5 separate regions of the Sus scrofa genome follow, and regions 1, 3, 4 and 5 are each linked to region 2. The links are chromatin contacts, called in public Hi-C and HiChIP or PLAC-seq maps. All regions are on one chromosome and are shown on one strand. Each heading gives the region's core, a stretch centred on a gene start, on an enhancer-like site or on the middle of the called end of the contact. The rest is flanking DNA. Distances are from core to core; before and after follow the strand shown. Region 1 has its middle 430 kb from the start of IRS1. Region 2 has its middle 230 kb from the start of IRS1. Region 3 overlaps IRS1 (insulin receptor substrate 1). Region 4 holds the start of IRS1 (insulin receptor substrate 1). Region 5 overlaps IRS1 (insulin receptor substrate 1).

Evidence for each region. A called contact is a pair of places that touch in the nucleus more often than the background predicts. HiChIP or PLAC-seq counts read pairs in DNA pulled down with a chosen protein or histone mark.
Region 1: a Hi-C map of skeletal muscle shows a contact between it and region 2, with 4 times the contacts expected there. The contact joins two enhancer-like sites. A contact is called at or near these places in 2 of 47 Hi-C or Micro-C datasets (psoas muscle and skeletal muscle).
Region 3: a Hi-C map of liver shows a contact between it and region 2, with 2.5 times the contacts expected there. The contact joins two enhancer-like sites. A contact is called at or near these places in 6 of 47 Hi-C or Micro-C datasets (embryonic fibroblasts, liver and skeletal muscle) and 1 of 2 datasets of contacts at active chromatin or transcription factors (alveolar macrophages).
Region 4: an H3K27ac HiChIP or PLAC-seq map of alveolar macrophages shows a contact between it and region 2. The contact joins the promoter of IRS1 here to the enhancer-like site in region 2. A contact is called at or near these places in 1 of 5 promoter capture datasets (liver), 9 of 47 Hi-C or Micro-C datasets (embryonic fibroblasts, epiblast stem cells, liver and 2 more) and 2 of 2 datasets of contacts at active chromatin or transcription factors (alveolar macrophages and skeletal muscle).
Region 5: a contact with region 2 is called in an H3K27ac HiChIP or PLAC-seq map of alveolar macrophages. The contact joins two enhancer-like sites. A contact is called at or near these places in 2 of 2 datasets of contacts at active chromatin or transcription factors (alveolar macrophages and skeletal muscle).

Annotation. Positions count from the first base shown.
Region 1 is chr15:127,877,295-127,879,994 of Sscrofa11.1, forward strand. No RefSeq gene overlaps it. Among named protein-coding and RNA genes, the nearest start is that of IRS1, 430 kb to the right of the region's middle. Within about 2 kb of position 1,272, at least 2 of the 83 cell types and tissues checked have an H3K27ac peak or open chromatin away from gene starts, as enhancers often do. A contact at or near this core is called in skeletal muscle, where this site is marked.
Region 2 is chr15:128,076,864-128,079,563 of Sscrofa11.1, forward strand. No RefSeq gene overlaps it. Among named protein-coding and RNA genes, the nearest start is that of IRS1, 230 kb to the right of the region's middle. Within about 2 kb of position 1,383, at least 22 of the 83 cell types and tissues checked have an H3K27ac peak or open chromatin away from gene starts, as enhancers often do. A contact at or near this core is called in alveolar macrophages, embryonic fibroblasts, liver and 1 more, where this site is marked.
Region 3 is chr15:128,245,343-128,248,042 of Sscrofa11.1, forward strand. It overlaps IRS1 (insulin receptor substrate 1), which reads right to left. Exons shown (of 2, transcript NM_001244489.1): 2 at 504-1,570. Among named protein-coding and RNA genes, the nearest start is that of IRS1, 61 kb to the right of the region's middle. Within about 2 kb of position 1,404, at least 2 of the 83 cell types and tissues checked have an H3K27ac peak or open chromatin away from gene starts, as enhancers often do. A contact at or near this core is called in liver, where this site is marked.
Region 4 is chr15:128,305,873-128,308,572 of Sscrofa11.1, forward strand. It overlaps IRS1 (insulin receptor substrate 1), which reads right to left and starts at 1,412. Exons shown (of 2, transcript NM_001244489.1): 1 at 1-1,412. The coding sequence starts at 1,412.
Region 5 is chr15:128,283,063-128,285,762 of Sscrofa11.1, forward strand. The region is part of intron 1 of IRS1 (insulin receptor substrate 1); the gene reads right to left. Among named protein-coding and RNA genes, the nearest start is that of IRS1, 23 kb to the right of the region's middle. Within about 2 kb of position 1,324, at least 13 of the 83 cell types and tissues checked have an H3K27ac peak or open chromatin away from gene starts, as enhancers often do. A contact at or near this core is called in alveolar macrophages and skeletal muscle, where this site is marked.

The sequences.
Region 1 (2,700 bases), core at 22-2,521, 200 kb before region 2:
GCCTCCCTGCCTTCTTAGTAGTAGGGAGCACAAGATGTAGCCAATTAACTTATACTTTGGAGGTTATGTACTGTAAATCTCCTGACAACTGGATTCCTAAATGTTTACTAAAGAGATAGGTCCCGGATTCATCACTGAGTTTACCTCCCACCCTCTAGAGTGTTTTTATCTCATAGAGGTCTCCAGCATTCTAAGCACTTCTTGCTCAGCCTGCTCGACATGACACATTTGATATATGGTAGCAACATGATGTTCTTTAGGATATACAGATGGATTTGTGTCTTTGTGAAAGAGGAAGAGAATTAACATAGCATTGGGAAAAACTATAATTATTGTTGTGTAGTCCTTATGAATGTGAACTGTTTCTGTCTTTCTCTTCTGAGTGGAATAAAAAAGAACGCACTCACCAAATTAGTGGCCGTATGCAATCTACCTTAGACCTTATAAATTTCTAGCAATGATACCACACCCAATACAGCAGCTGTCATTGAGCTATTTGAGTGTTTGTGGTAGTCTATAGTCATTCTTCAGGATTCATTCAGTTTCTGCAGGGTCCAGAATGATGAACTACATGAAACTTGACGGATGAATGGATTAGGAGATGTGGTACATGTATACAATGGAATGCTACTCAGCCATAAAAAAGGATGAAATAATGCAGTTTGCAGCAACATGAATTCAACTAGAGATTCTCACACTAAGTGAAGTAAGTTATAAAGAGAAAAACAAATACCATATGACATCACTTACATGTGGAATCTAAAATATGGTACAAATGAAACGATCCATAAGATAGAAACATACTCACAGAATTTTGGTTGTCAAGGGGGAAGGGGAGGGAGTGGGATGAATGAGGAGTTTGGGGTTAGTAGATGCAAAGTATTACATTTAGAATAGGTAAGCAATGAGATTCCACTACACAGCACAGGGAAGTATCCAATCTTTAGGGATAGAACATGATGGAAAAAAGTATGAGTAGAAGAATGTATATATGTGTGTGACTGGGTCACTATGCTGTACAGCAAAAATTGATACAACATTGTAAATCAACTACACTTTAATAAAAAATACATTAAAATTTAAAAGGACATGATGGAGAGAGAACACTATCTTTTAGGTCTTTAATGGTGGCATTAAACTCCACCATTCCGTTGGGCTGTATGTTATTTTGACTTATCCTCAAGGTGGAGGATGGGAAGGAGCAGGAATGTCCCAGCTCTGATCTTCCTGCTATGCACAGTCATTGGCTGATAACAGACCAGGGAAAGCATGGCTACGGTAAGGTCAATCCAAATAGCAGCAGCTGAGGCTGTCTGCCAATGACTCTTTGTAGGTTCTCTCAAAGGGAGAATTGAATTACAGCTCTGTCACCATCTCAGCTAGATCAATCTACATTTATACATTGATCTCTACATCTAAATATGTAACACCTCACCGTACACAATTAGGATTTACCCCAAGAATTCAATATATTTATTCACGCTAGGAGATATTTTAGTAGAATTCATCAAATTACCAGGTTGGCATTGGGGGAACATATAAGCAAATCAAAAGATGGCAATGGTTTTATTTTGAGGTGCTTTTATGCCTATTCAAAATTTTCAACATGCAAATTTTTTGCAATTGCATAGGAATTTTTTTTTTTTTTTTGGTCTTCTTAGGGCCACACCCCCGGCACATGGAGGTGCCCAGGCTGTGAGTCGAATTGGAGCTGCAGCTGCCAGCCTATACCACAGCCACAGCAACGCCAGATCCAAGCAGTGTCTGTGACCTATACCACAGCTCATGGCAATGCTGGATCCTTAACCCACTGAGCAAGGCCAGGGATTGAACCTGCGTCCTTATGGATGCTAGTCAGATTCTTTTTCACTTAGCCATGACAGGAACTCCAACAATTATTTTGAAAGAAAATTGAGAGACTTCTCTGCTCATTCTATAAATAAATAGCTTTGAGAACCAACTGATTATCATAATCTGACCATATTAAGAGCTTTGGCCAATCAGATCAATCAAGTCTCTCAAGTTTGTACAACTCCGTCATCCTCACCATAGCATGCCTGCCACGGGGCTACTTACATTTGCATCACCTCTGGAGTATCCCATCAGTTAAAGATAATGTGGAATGTTTCCAAGGACCCCCGTGTGGTTTCTTTCCCTCTGAGTGAGAATGGAAAGAGACATCGTAGTATCAAGAAGTCATCACATACTTTGAATAGCCAGGAACTCTAGAACCTGGACAGAGTTTCACACAGAAAATGAAAATACATTATAGATTTAATTTTATGTTCTGGAGTGTAGCAAACAATTTCTTTTAGGATGAGCTTTCTCCAAACACAGCAAGTTAGGAAACTTTCACACATAGAAACCAAGAGGACCCGGAATGCTCAACAAGCTGGGTACAAGCTGAGCCGCAAGAGCAAACTAAGCACATTTAAAAATAACAATAAGGATAATAAAGCTAATAATTATAATCTCCCTGGTGAGATAAAAGGTCACTGTGACCACCAGATTGCCATACCAGCTATTCTGCCTGGCATGATGCTTACTTGGCCCTTGTGCATTGGTAAGTCCAGAGCCAGGCTGCAGGCAGGCACCAGCCCAGGCTTCCATTTGCTTACCCTCCAGCAACTGCCAATGGTTCAGGTTGCAAATTTGTTTATATTTAGAAGAACAGGTGTGCGGCTCAGTTCTAAATCAAGT
Region 2 (2,700 bases), core at 133-2,632:
TCTTTCACTAGGTGAGGATAAGGAAGAGAGAAGCATAATCTCACAGAATGCAAGGTCATCCCCAGAGATGGCCCTGTGGCCTGACAAACATGAGTAGATCAAAACCTAGAAGTACAGGAGCAGCAGCTGCCCACACATCTGAGAGTCTCAGCTCTTCAGCAGTTAAGTGACAGAAACACTTCCTTTCAGCATAAGACCTCCCTGGGGCCACATCGGAGCCCCTCATGCATACCCAGGAAATCTATGACTAGGAGTAAGGAAACTCAATGAGGCTACTTCTGGCCCATGTGTCCAAACACTTCTCCTCAAGCCTTCTAAGCCATGCCATGGGAAATGTCTTATAAACTAGAAAAATTGAAACATCTAAGAGCTGTGCTCAGGAAGCAAAGAACTGGTCTCCTCAACTCTCAGGTGGACTAACCCAACAGACGTTTCAATTGTCTCTTCCCTGCTCCTTGCTGACACTAGCTCCTGGTTGTTTCTCAAAAGCCTATGTCTCAACTTTATTCTTCACCTTTGACTCTCATCACATGCCAAGTCCATGGACTGTTTATCTAGAAAGGGTGAGTAGAGAAAGAAGTTGCTGTGTCTTATGTCATCTGCATTGTGTGTGTGCTCCAGTTTTAAGGCTTAAAAAATTAGTCAAGAATTTAGTTCTTTTGTTCCACTGTAACAACTCCCACGAGGCATCTCTTGATATTTATTTGTTAGGTTATATATTCCTAACTATCTTCCTACCACATAATCAGCTGGCAAAAGCGCCTACCTTAAGGATATGTTAGCTCAAGCAAGGGGTATGTGGGCAGCTATCATGTTTTCCTCACATTTCAGACTTGCGTGTTTAAGGCTGATGAGTCTTCCTGAACTACAGATGAATGCAATACACGCAGGTCTTTTCAGCCTCTCTGGGAGCCCATGTGCTGATGACCTTGTATTCATAAGTACATTTGAAAATTTGATTAACTATTTTTAATTCCTTAGTTCTCTCATTGGTAGCTGTGTCACCATATTCGCAGGAAAAAAATAATAATAATAATTCTAGATCTCTGCAGTCTCCTTAATAACAAGGCAATAGAGCCATTAAGGCTTGGGATGTGTTTCCAATAAATAAGAACAGTATTTAACCATATGTACAAATGGTAGAAGTATGTACAACGGAGTCATTTTTGAATAAGGGATTGCGTGGGAATCATCCATCAACAGTGTATTAATCTGCCAGAGCTGCCGTTAACAAAGCATCGCAGACTGGGGGACACCAACATTTATTTCTCACAGTTCTGGAGGCAGGAAATCCAAGGTCAAGTTGTCAGCAAGGCTGGTGTCTCCTGAGGCCTCTCCCCTTGGCCTGGAGATGCCACCTTCTCGATGTGTCCTCACGTGGCCTGTCCTCTAAGCCTGGGCATCCCTAGTGTCTCTTCCTCTTCTTAGGAGTGCACTGGTCCCCGGACTTGGACCCCACCCTCATGACCGCCTCGAACCCAAATTCTTTCTTCAAAGGCCCCATCTCCAAACTCAGTCATATTAGGAATTAGGGGCTCTACATATGAATTTGGGGGTGGTGGGGGGAGATACAATTCAGACCACAGCAAATATTATACATCAGTGACTCTACATAATAAGTAAAACCTATAAGCTCAATAAAGACGTTCCTTCTCTTCACACGCAGCCTTAGAATAAGGATTTTTAATTTTGTTTTTTCCTGCCAAAGGCTAACAATTCAAGTTGCTTCCCTTTTACCAATAGAGAAGCTGACTCAGTGCCTGGCTGTTTGCAATGCTGATCCCTGATGCAACCGTGGAAAAAATGGGACAGAGAGGAGTCAGCAAGGGATGTGGGTGTGACTAACGATGACTCACAAGGCGAGTGATCTGATTGCATCCAAATCACTACCGTGCCCTCCTCCCACTTACCAGTAGCAGTTCTTCCCTCTGACAAGGAGAAGCCCCTGTCCCCTTTCCTGGAACACCACTTCATTTATGCATTCAAAGCTCACATTTCTCCAACCCTCTTTCTCAACCGTGTTTGGCCGTGAGAAACACCCTCAATTATAGCTTAGCCATTACAAACACCAAAGGGCATAAGCCCTCAGGACAAACAGGGGTGAAAAACCAGGACAAACAGGGGTGAAAAACTCTCATGGAAAAAAAAAAAAATCCCCTTGTAGAAGAATACTGTTGAATTCAAAGTGATAGGATTCCTTGTCTGTCAGAATTGAACGTGAAGTAGACCTCCAAAAAAATCACTAGATCCCGAAGGAATTTAAAAATTATTCTTTTGGGGAATTTAGCTGCCTTTTTTTTTTCTTCTGAAGAGTCCTGGTGTACTGCAGCCACAAAACATGAGCGTAAAATAAATGTCTCTGTGAAGCAACTATTGCTTTCATGTTAATGAAACTACCTAAGAAGCAATGTTTAGGGACAAGAGTCACTACCACAATGGCTATGATTCTCTGTACATTTTCCTTTTATGAAATTTGTGAACTTTTGGCCTTTTTTATGGTTCCATTAGAATCTAAGACAGCACACACATAGACACAAACACAGTACGGAGATGATACTAAAGGCAAGATTGCACTAATCTATCTTTATATAAAGAGCACGTTAATTTGCCACTTAAGTTCAGAGTCAATTGCTTGGCTTTCTAGAAAATGTAATATCTATCATGAGTTTTAACCCTAAGGCTAGCCAGCCTCACCTTTCA
Region 3 (2,700 bases), core at 154-2,653, 170 kb after region 2:
AGATTCACAACTCTCTAGGTAATTTTTTTTTTTTTTTTAAGTACATTCACTGCCATTTCTCGTTCATAAGGAAGAAATTCCAGGTTGGGTGTAGTTTCCAAACAAGAAAAGGATTAACGTTTTCACTGCTGGCTAGATGTTTCAGTGGCAGGTCCTGAAGCGTGGACGAGCTCTCCATGCACTGGGCTGTATGAACGAATCACCACTAGGCCAGGAGCCACCTGGCCGCATGGACCAAGTTACATTCAGTTATGTGACGTCACATTGGACGTTCTCAGAAAAACATGAGTTAAAGAGTCTTCAGGAAGGGGATATGTATGCGGCCCTGGTCATGCTAAAAAACAATTTCTGGAATTTTAATTTATGGTTGGTTGGACATTAAAGACAAGCACTCACTTGTCTTAACATCTTTCTTGAGACAATGCAGGACATGACCGATCCTAACGTGTGCAACAGGGAAAAAACAAATGGTGCCAATGGAACAGGAAGCTTACAGAAGTGGGGGGAGGGGGAGAAGAAAGATCAACAGTCTCTAGTTTATTATGAATAGAAAGAAATTTCCAGAATTTACAAACACCCACATTGTTCATTCCAAAGAGAGCTTTTGATTCAAAGGGATCCCCCATGTCTCCTCCTCTTTACAGTATATACAATGGAAGACTCTGATTTCCTTTTTTTGCAATTTTGCTTCCATTCAATGGCCAAGTTCAAGCTGACACTTGAAAATACCCAGTAGCCTCTATCCTTCTTCAGTTTCATTAACATGGCCTACTGCCTTACAGAAAAAAAAAAAAAAAAAAAAAAAAAAAAATGAAGATCAATTCTTGGAAGGATCTCAGCTCAACATCAGGGCTATATTACACGACAAGTTATCAGCAAATATAACTATACAACTGAGAACCATCTATGGCACTATGATTCTTATTATATTATTTTTCTGAATTACAATCTTAAAACAAGGATCGTACCCTAGTCTACGCTGTTAGCCTTGTTTTAAGCCTCTGCTCCACTCTTTACAACAGAACACTGTATATACCTCAGTTCCACATCCAAAAAAGAGATGTGCTGTAAGAAAAGTTACATTTTAATTAAAAAAATTACACATATAAATCAAAAACCTATGTTAAATATTTAATACTCTCTCCACCCAACGCGAACAGTTTCGTATGAAATAATTTACAATGATGCTCTGTCGCACACAGTTTCAGCAGCAGATGAAATGTGTCTTGTAAATGCAATGAGCGTAAACCCATTCTCCCGTGGCATGGTGGAGGGCCCATCAGCTCATGTGGCCAGCTAAGTCCTTAAGGTCGAAGATGAAGTTTATGCAGGTTCATTGTTCTGGTGTCACAGTGCTTTTTATTTATTTATTTATTTTCTTGGCACGATAGAGAGCGTGCAGTTCAGTCAACAAACTCCTGAGGATTGTGTAAAGTAAACAAACTGAAATGGATGCATCGTACCATCTACTGAGGAGGAAGGTGTGAGGTCCTGGTTGTGAATCATGAAATAGAGTCTGGGTACCCATGAGTTTAAAGGAGAATTTGCTGAGGTCATTTAGGTCTTCATTCTGAAAAGGAAAAGGAAAGAATTCGTCATCATCGGCATCTCAAAATGAGGATCACTTTTTTCGGGTTTTTCTTTAAAAAGGGATGGCACCAGATAAGCTGGGGTCACAGGCACAAACAGTACTGTGTACGTAGGTAAAATCAACAAACAGTATTTAACTTCTTTTTTTTTTTTAATGCAAGGGTCTAAAGTAATCACAAACGGAAAAGAGTCAATATTAAGTCAGCAAACAAATCAATATGATTTGGAGGTTTCAGATGTTTAGCAACTCAAAAACATAAAACATCTTGATGTTCTTATGATCAAACCAAAAACGTCCACTACAGTTACTGTGTAAAACAACTACGAAGTATGGCACACAGGTTACAGTCAGGCTATGCTTACATATTTGAATTAAAAGTCAGCTGCAGATTTTAGAACTGGAAGTTGCAGGGATCAACCTTACAAAATCCGAAATCGGTTTTTAACATGACATTGTTTGACAGGAGAATTTCAGATGCAAAAGGATATCCAAGCCCAAGAGACCTGGTTGATCATTAAATAAAGAGAAGGTTCCGATGTAGATCTAATAGAAATAAGTTATTCTGCCAGAAACACAACATTTCTCCTATGAAATTTCAAAAGCCAACCTCAGGATGCGTTATTCATTTATCCCCAGAGAAGGAACACCTTTTCAACCTCCTAAAGCCTCTTTTGCTCTCAAGTCTTAATACCAGATAGTCTTCTGAGGTCTCTATTTTTCAGGCATCCCAAAGGTCTCTATAAATATCAATGTTTATAGAATGTCCTGAGCAGGAGGTGGCACAGAGCTAAGCAATAAATACCTGTTAAACGAGTGAATGGCTGCATTAGGCACTACAGAGGATACAAAGGTGAATTCTGCTATAGGCTCTTCTTTCTAGAAATTCTACCAAGGAAGGTAAGTTCCATTCCCAGATAGAATACAAAGAAACAGAGTGAATTCCATGATAGATGCACACGGGCAAAAAGCTCTAGATGCATTGAGGAGGGAGGGACGCGGCTTCTACCTGGGAAAGTAAAGGAAGTACCCTGCGGACACACTCGGCTTGGTTTGGAAGAAATGGCATAGTCTGGGGGTGTGGAAATGGGTATGGTGTTTCAGCATCTCCA
Region 4 (2,700 bases), core at 162-2,661, 230 kb after region 2:
TTGCCCCCCATGCAGATGTAGTTGCTCAGCTCCTCCTCACCGCGGGCGGGCGGGGTGTGGCCCAGGGAATCCGGCGTGACACTGCGGAAGGAACTTCGGAAATCACAGGGGCTAGAGCCATACTCATCGGAAGAGATGAAACCGCCGTCACTGGGGGACCCGGACACAGAAGCACTAGACCGCCGCGGGAAGAGACAGTCCGAGGTGGAGCCATGGCCGCTGGTGCTGCTGGACGACAGGCTGACCGGGCTGGTGGCGGAGGGTGAGCAGCGAGAGGAAGGCATGGGAATAGAGCGGCTGTGGTTAAGAGGCGGGTGCAGCCGGGAGCTGCCTCGATGCCGGTGGGCGTGAGTCCTGTTGGTGCTAGGGCTCACAGGACTGCCGTCCACAGAGGCGGGGCGAGACATGGTGCCTTCCCCATCACTGGACGCACGGACGCGGAAGGAGCCCTGCTTCCCGCCCACCAAGCTGGCCGGGGAGGTGGCAGTGATGCTCTCTGTGCGTGAGCGGCGGGTCAGCCCCACCTGGCTGGGCGGAGGGTTGTTGAGGTGGTGCCTGCGCAGAGGTACACTGATGGGGTTGGAGCAGTTAGAGGAGGACTGGCTCTTGCTTCGAGGGCGGAACTCATCGCTCATGGCCCGCATGGCCTCCAGGATTGTCTCATGCATATTCTGGGCCACCACAGAATCATCCACCTGCATCCAAAACTCCCCGGGTCCCGTCACTGCAGAACGGCCCACTTCGATGAAGAAGAAGTTCTCTGAGTGGCCACAGCGCCTGATGTTCATCAGCTGCAGCACCACAGCCGCCGCCTCCGAGTTCAGCTTCACGAAACTGATGGTCTTGCTGGTCAGGCAGAGGCGGTAGATGCCAATCAGGTTCTTTGTCTGACCCAGGCCTTTGGGTTTCAGGATCACCTGCCAAACCTCCTTGAAGGCGGGTCCTGGGGGCACGTCTCCGTAGCTCAAGTCCTCCCCAGCCTCGCCGAGGCCAGAGCTGCCACTGCAGCTGCCCCCACCGCCTCCCGCCCCGGGGCCTGCGGCCCCGTCGTGGTGGCCCTTGGCACGGTTGTGCAGCTGCAGGAGGGCCTGGTACCAGCTGTCCTGTTCGGCCTCGCTGTCCGCCGCGATGGCAAAGTGCTCGTCCCGGGTGTAGAGGGCCACCAGGTGCTTGTTCTTGGAATCCGCCCGCTTGTTGATGTTGAAGCAGCTCTCCAGGGGGATCGAGCGTTTGGGGGCGCTCGACTTGTGCCGCCACTTCTTCTCGTTCTCGTAGTACTCGAGGCGCGCGGGGCCCCCAGCCTCGCTGGCCGCCCGCAGCACGAAAAAGCGCTTGTGCATGCTCTTGGGTTTGCGCAGGTAGCCCACCTTGCGCACGTCCGAGAAGCCATCCGTCTCGGGAGGGCTCGCCATGCTGCCGCCGCCACCGCCGCCGAGGAGAGGGAGGCGCCGAAAAACAACCGGGTGGGGGGCGGAGGCTCCTCGCCGCGGCCCCGCACATGCAAACAGGGCTGGAGGCGGCAGAAACCCCGACTCCGAAATCCACGCCGCCCTCCGCGCCGGGGAGGGGCAGCCGAGGGAGGACGCAGCAGCTGCGCCAAGGAGATAGCCCCGACCGGAGTTTACTGGCGTTTCATGCCCTGGGGGGAGGCAGCGCGTCCGGCGTGAGTGCAGCCCGGATCCTCGGGGAGCCAAATCTCTTCTCAGCCGCCGCGGCTGGGAAGGAGAGAAGATGCATCGCTCGCCGCCAGGGCTGGAGTCCGGCGCGCAGGCGGCGGCGGCCGGGGGTCCCCGCGTTGCCCCTCCAGGCACGCGCGCCTTCCCTCCTGAGTTCCCCTCTGGAAGTAGCGATTCCCGAGGCAAATTAAATATCCTTGGGCAGGGGGAGGCGAGCTGCCAAGTCCCAACGTTGCACGGGGTTCTCCCTCCTCCTTCTCCTTCGCCTCCTCCTCCGCCTCCTCCCACCCCCCAACCGTCCCCGCCGCCACCAGCCGCCCAAATACCAGCTCAGTCGCAGAGACCGCGGCGCTGCGGCTGTTGCTGCTGCTGCTGCCGCCGCCCGCGGACGCGTCCTCTGCAGCCCCCATTCGGGCCCATCTCCACAGGCGAAGAAAGTGGCTTTTCCACGCAAAACGCTACTGGGGAGCTGGGGACGCGCCGGAGGGACAGGCTCATCCCTGCCCCTCGCTCCAGTCGGCAGGGGAGGAGGGGAGGGGACGAGGGCGGGAGGCAAGGGGGGAGGTTGGGGAAGGAGTCGGGGAAGACGCCTCTTCCCCGGGAGGCGCTGCTGCAGCAGTTACTTCTCCCCGCCTCCCTCCTCCTCGGAGAGTTGCCGAGAGCCCCAACCAAAACAAGCAGCGGCGTCTGGCTCTGCGCGTCGGCCCCCTCCGACCGCGCCGCCGTCTCACTCAGGAGAGAAACACGTGATGGAGCCTCCGCGCTCCGCAGCCCGGCTGCCGCCGCCGCCGCCGGGAGGCTCCCGCCTGGGTCTCTACATTCCCGGTTGAGCCCGCCCCGCGCCCGCCCCTCTCCGCCCCCCGGTCGTGCCGCAGAGGCGCCCGCGCCGGCTTCAGCGCTGCGCTCGGGCAGCGCCCCTGCGCGGCCGCCCGCCCTGGCGCAGAGCCTTCCTCCCCGAGCGCCACCCAGGGTGCCCCCGGCCCGCAGGAATCCCCGCCGCGGGCGCGGGCGGGGGTGTTTGGGT
Region 5 (2,700 bases), core at 74-2,573, 210 kb after region 2:
AGGTCGCAGACGTGGCTCGGATCTGACGCTGCTGTGGCTGTGGCGTCGGCTGGTGGCTGCAGCTCCGATTAGACCCCTAGCCTGGGAATCCCCATATGCCGAGGGGGCTGCCCTAAAAAGCAAAAAACAAAACAAAGAAAACAAACACGGTAATCTTTAAAATCACAACACAGCCAGTACTACCATTCATTTTCAGACAGCAAGAGGAAAAGAGCATTCTTGTAGCTAGCTTTCACTCTCCATGGCCTCTTTTCTTTAAGACTAGTAAACTGCACCATTTAGACCAACCTTCAAGAGTTAATCCAGTTCCTTCGCTAAGTAGGTGAGTCATGCTTCCTGTTCCCCATCTCACAAAGGCCACCCTTCTGCCCAGCACAGCACACAACACCAGATCTTTCTGGCAAAGGGTGCAGAGACTCAAGAGCAGAGATATTTATAAACAAGACTTTTTGTGGAAGAAAACCTTCAGTGCCACCCAGTAATACTTGTATTTTCCATACTTAGTGTATAATTAAATCCATGAGAACTATAAAATGCAGGTTAACATGCCTTTTTTTTATATCTAATAAATACATTTCACTCTTTAATCCTGATTTATACCTTCAGCTTATAATTTAGCCCACGTGTAGAACTTTGGTTTTTTTTTTCCCTACATCAACCCAGTTTCTTAAGACTCTTAACAGTGCAACACACTCACACTTCATGAAACAAGTATTGGAACTAGAGAGTCAATGGCCATGCCCCCTTTTGGTCAGGTCCATCACAGTACACTCATCCAGCCAAGAAGTCCGAGGAAGCTGAGTGAGTTTGCAAAGTATGTTAATAAGGAAGCAACATAAACTAAGAGGACCCTTGAGTGAAAGGGGGCGTGGTGCCGTCTAAACTCACCACAGCAAACCCTAGGCTCGAAAGGCAACTCAATGTTTACAACTGTACTTTTACTGGGGCCTTAGAACAACACTGTAAGATAGATGGGGCGAATATCACTACCTCCAATTTTAAGGACCAGAAAATCAGATCAAAGAATGCTGGATCCCAGGAAGGGGCAGAAGTAGGAATAAAAGTCACATCTCCTCTTTTCTTGTCTATTCATTCTCCTCCTACCATATCATTTGACCTCTCACGTACAATGGCCAGCCTGGAAAAATGATGCTGGTAAATTCACCCCAGACCCTTCAACTTGTACCCCCTACTCCCCTTTTTTTAATCCTCTTATAGGAGCTGATTACATGAAAAGAAATCAGGAAAGCAGAACTGAAACTTAAAGCTTATTCCACTGATAAGGATACTTATACAGGAAGCAATAAATTACCATTGCTTCCTGTTTTCAAGTATTCTTATCTGTAGGACACTACATTTTTTTCCACCACAGAATCTCACATTTAGGACACTTCCCGAAATAGAATCTTCTGATCTTCAGCTGTCAGCTGAAGTTGTTTCATAAATAGCCCAGCATATGTACTCCGGAGGCTTGCTAACACTCTAAATGCAAATATAGTCCAGTCACACCAATTCCTCTTAGGCTCTGGTGACAATTGAGAACGTACAAAATCCAGCAGCCCCAGAAATTCTATGGAGGAGCCCACGAATGTCTGTAGTCAATGACCTGTAGAACTCTATTGGGACATTTCTGGAAATTTTGAAATAAAAGCCATGAGCTTTTATATATATATATATATCTCCCTACATTTAATATATGGTTCATAAAGAACCTACGATTTGTTTCAGGTCAGTTAATTTTTAAATAGTTTTACAAACAGCTTTTATCCAAAGATTCATTTTGGTGAAAAGAATAAGCATAAAGAAACCCCTGGGTCCTGTATTTTAAACAACTTTTCCAGAGGCTTTGCTAGTCAACAAGTACAGACAGCAAACGTGATTATAAGGGAATGAGTTTGAAAAATTGCTCATGTAACCCAAGGTTAAATACATGGAGACGCACACACATACGGAGGTATAAAAATGCCTAACTCTAATCTTTATGATCTAGTATGTCAGGAATTCTATTGCCAGAATTACACAACAAGCTGAGACCATTTCAGAGAGAAAGAGGGAAAAAAAAAAAAAAATCAATGTCTGTGTTTTAAAGGGGAAAAAAAAGGGACTGCAGGGAATGGGACCATGAGGCATAAATGGCCTGGGATTTTATCATCTGTCTTTTGTGTCCTGGTAACCAAACAAAACATCTGTGCCTGTATGGCCCCCTTATCACTCCCTCCTCTAATAACCTGCCCTACACTCACCCCAGGTGGGTAAGAAGGGATTTTACCTGTGTTGATGGAAGCTTAAGAGAAGAGTCTTAAGGTTGATCTCACTTTGAATATAATAAAAAATATGGTTGAGTGTCTTTTGGGTTTCTTTGCATTAAAAAAAATTTTTTTATTATGATTGATTTACAGTGTTCCATCAATTTCTGCTGTACAGCAAAGTGACCCAGTCATATACATATGTACATTCTTTTGAGTGTTGACTCTATAAATATGCTCTTCAAGCCCCTTTAAGCCAATTGCCAAGAAGCTGCCTTTTTCACACAAAGGTGATAAACACAGATTCACACAGAGGGGCCCCTTTATGAGCCTGGGAATAATTCCGAAGTCCAGGAAGGAAACCGCTGTCCCCAGACTACAGATCCAAACAGGCAGGAGGGCCTGATCAGTTCCATATTCCCAGGGGATGCCCAGAATGGCTGATGACCAAATT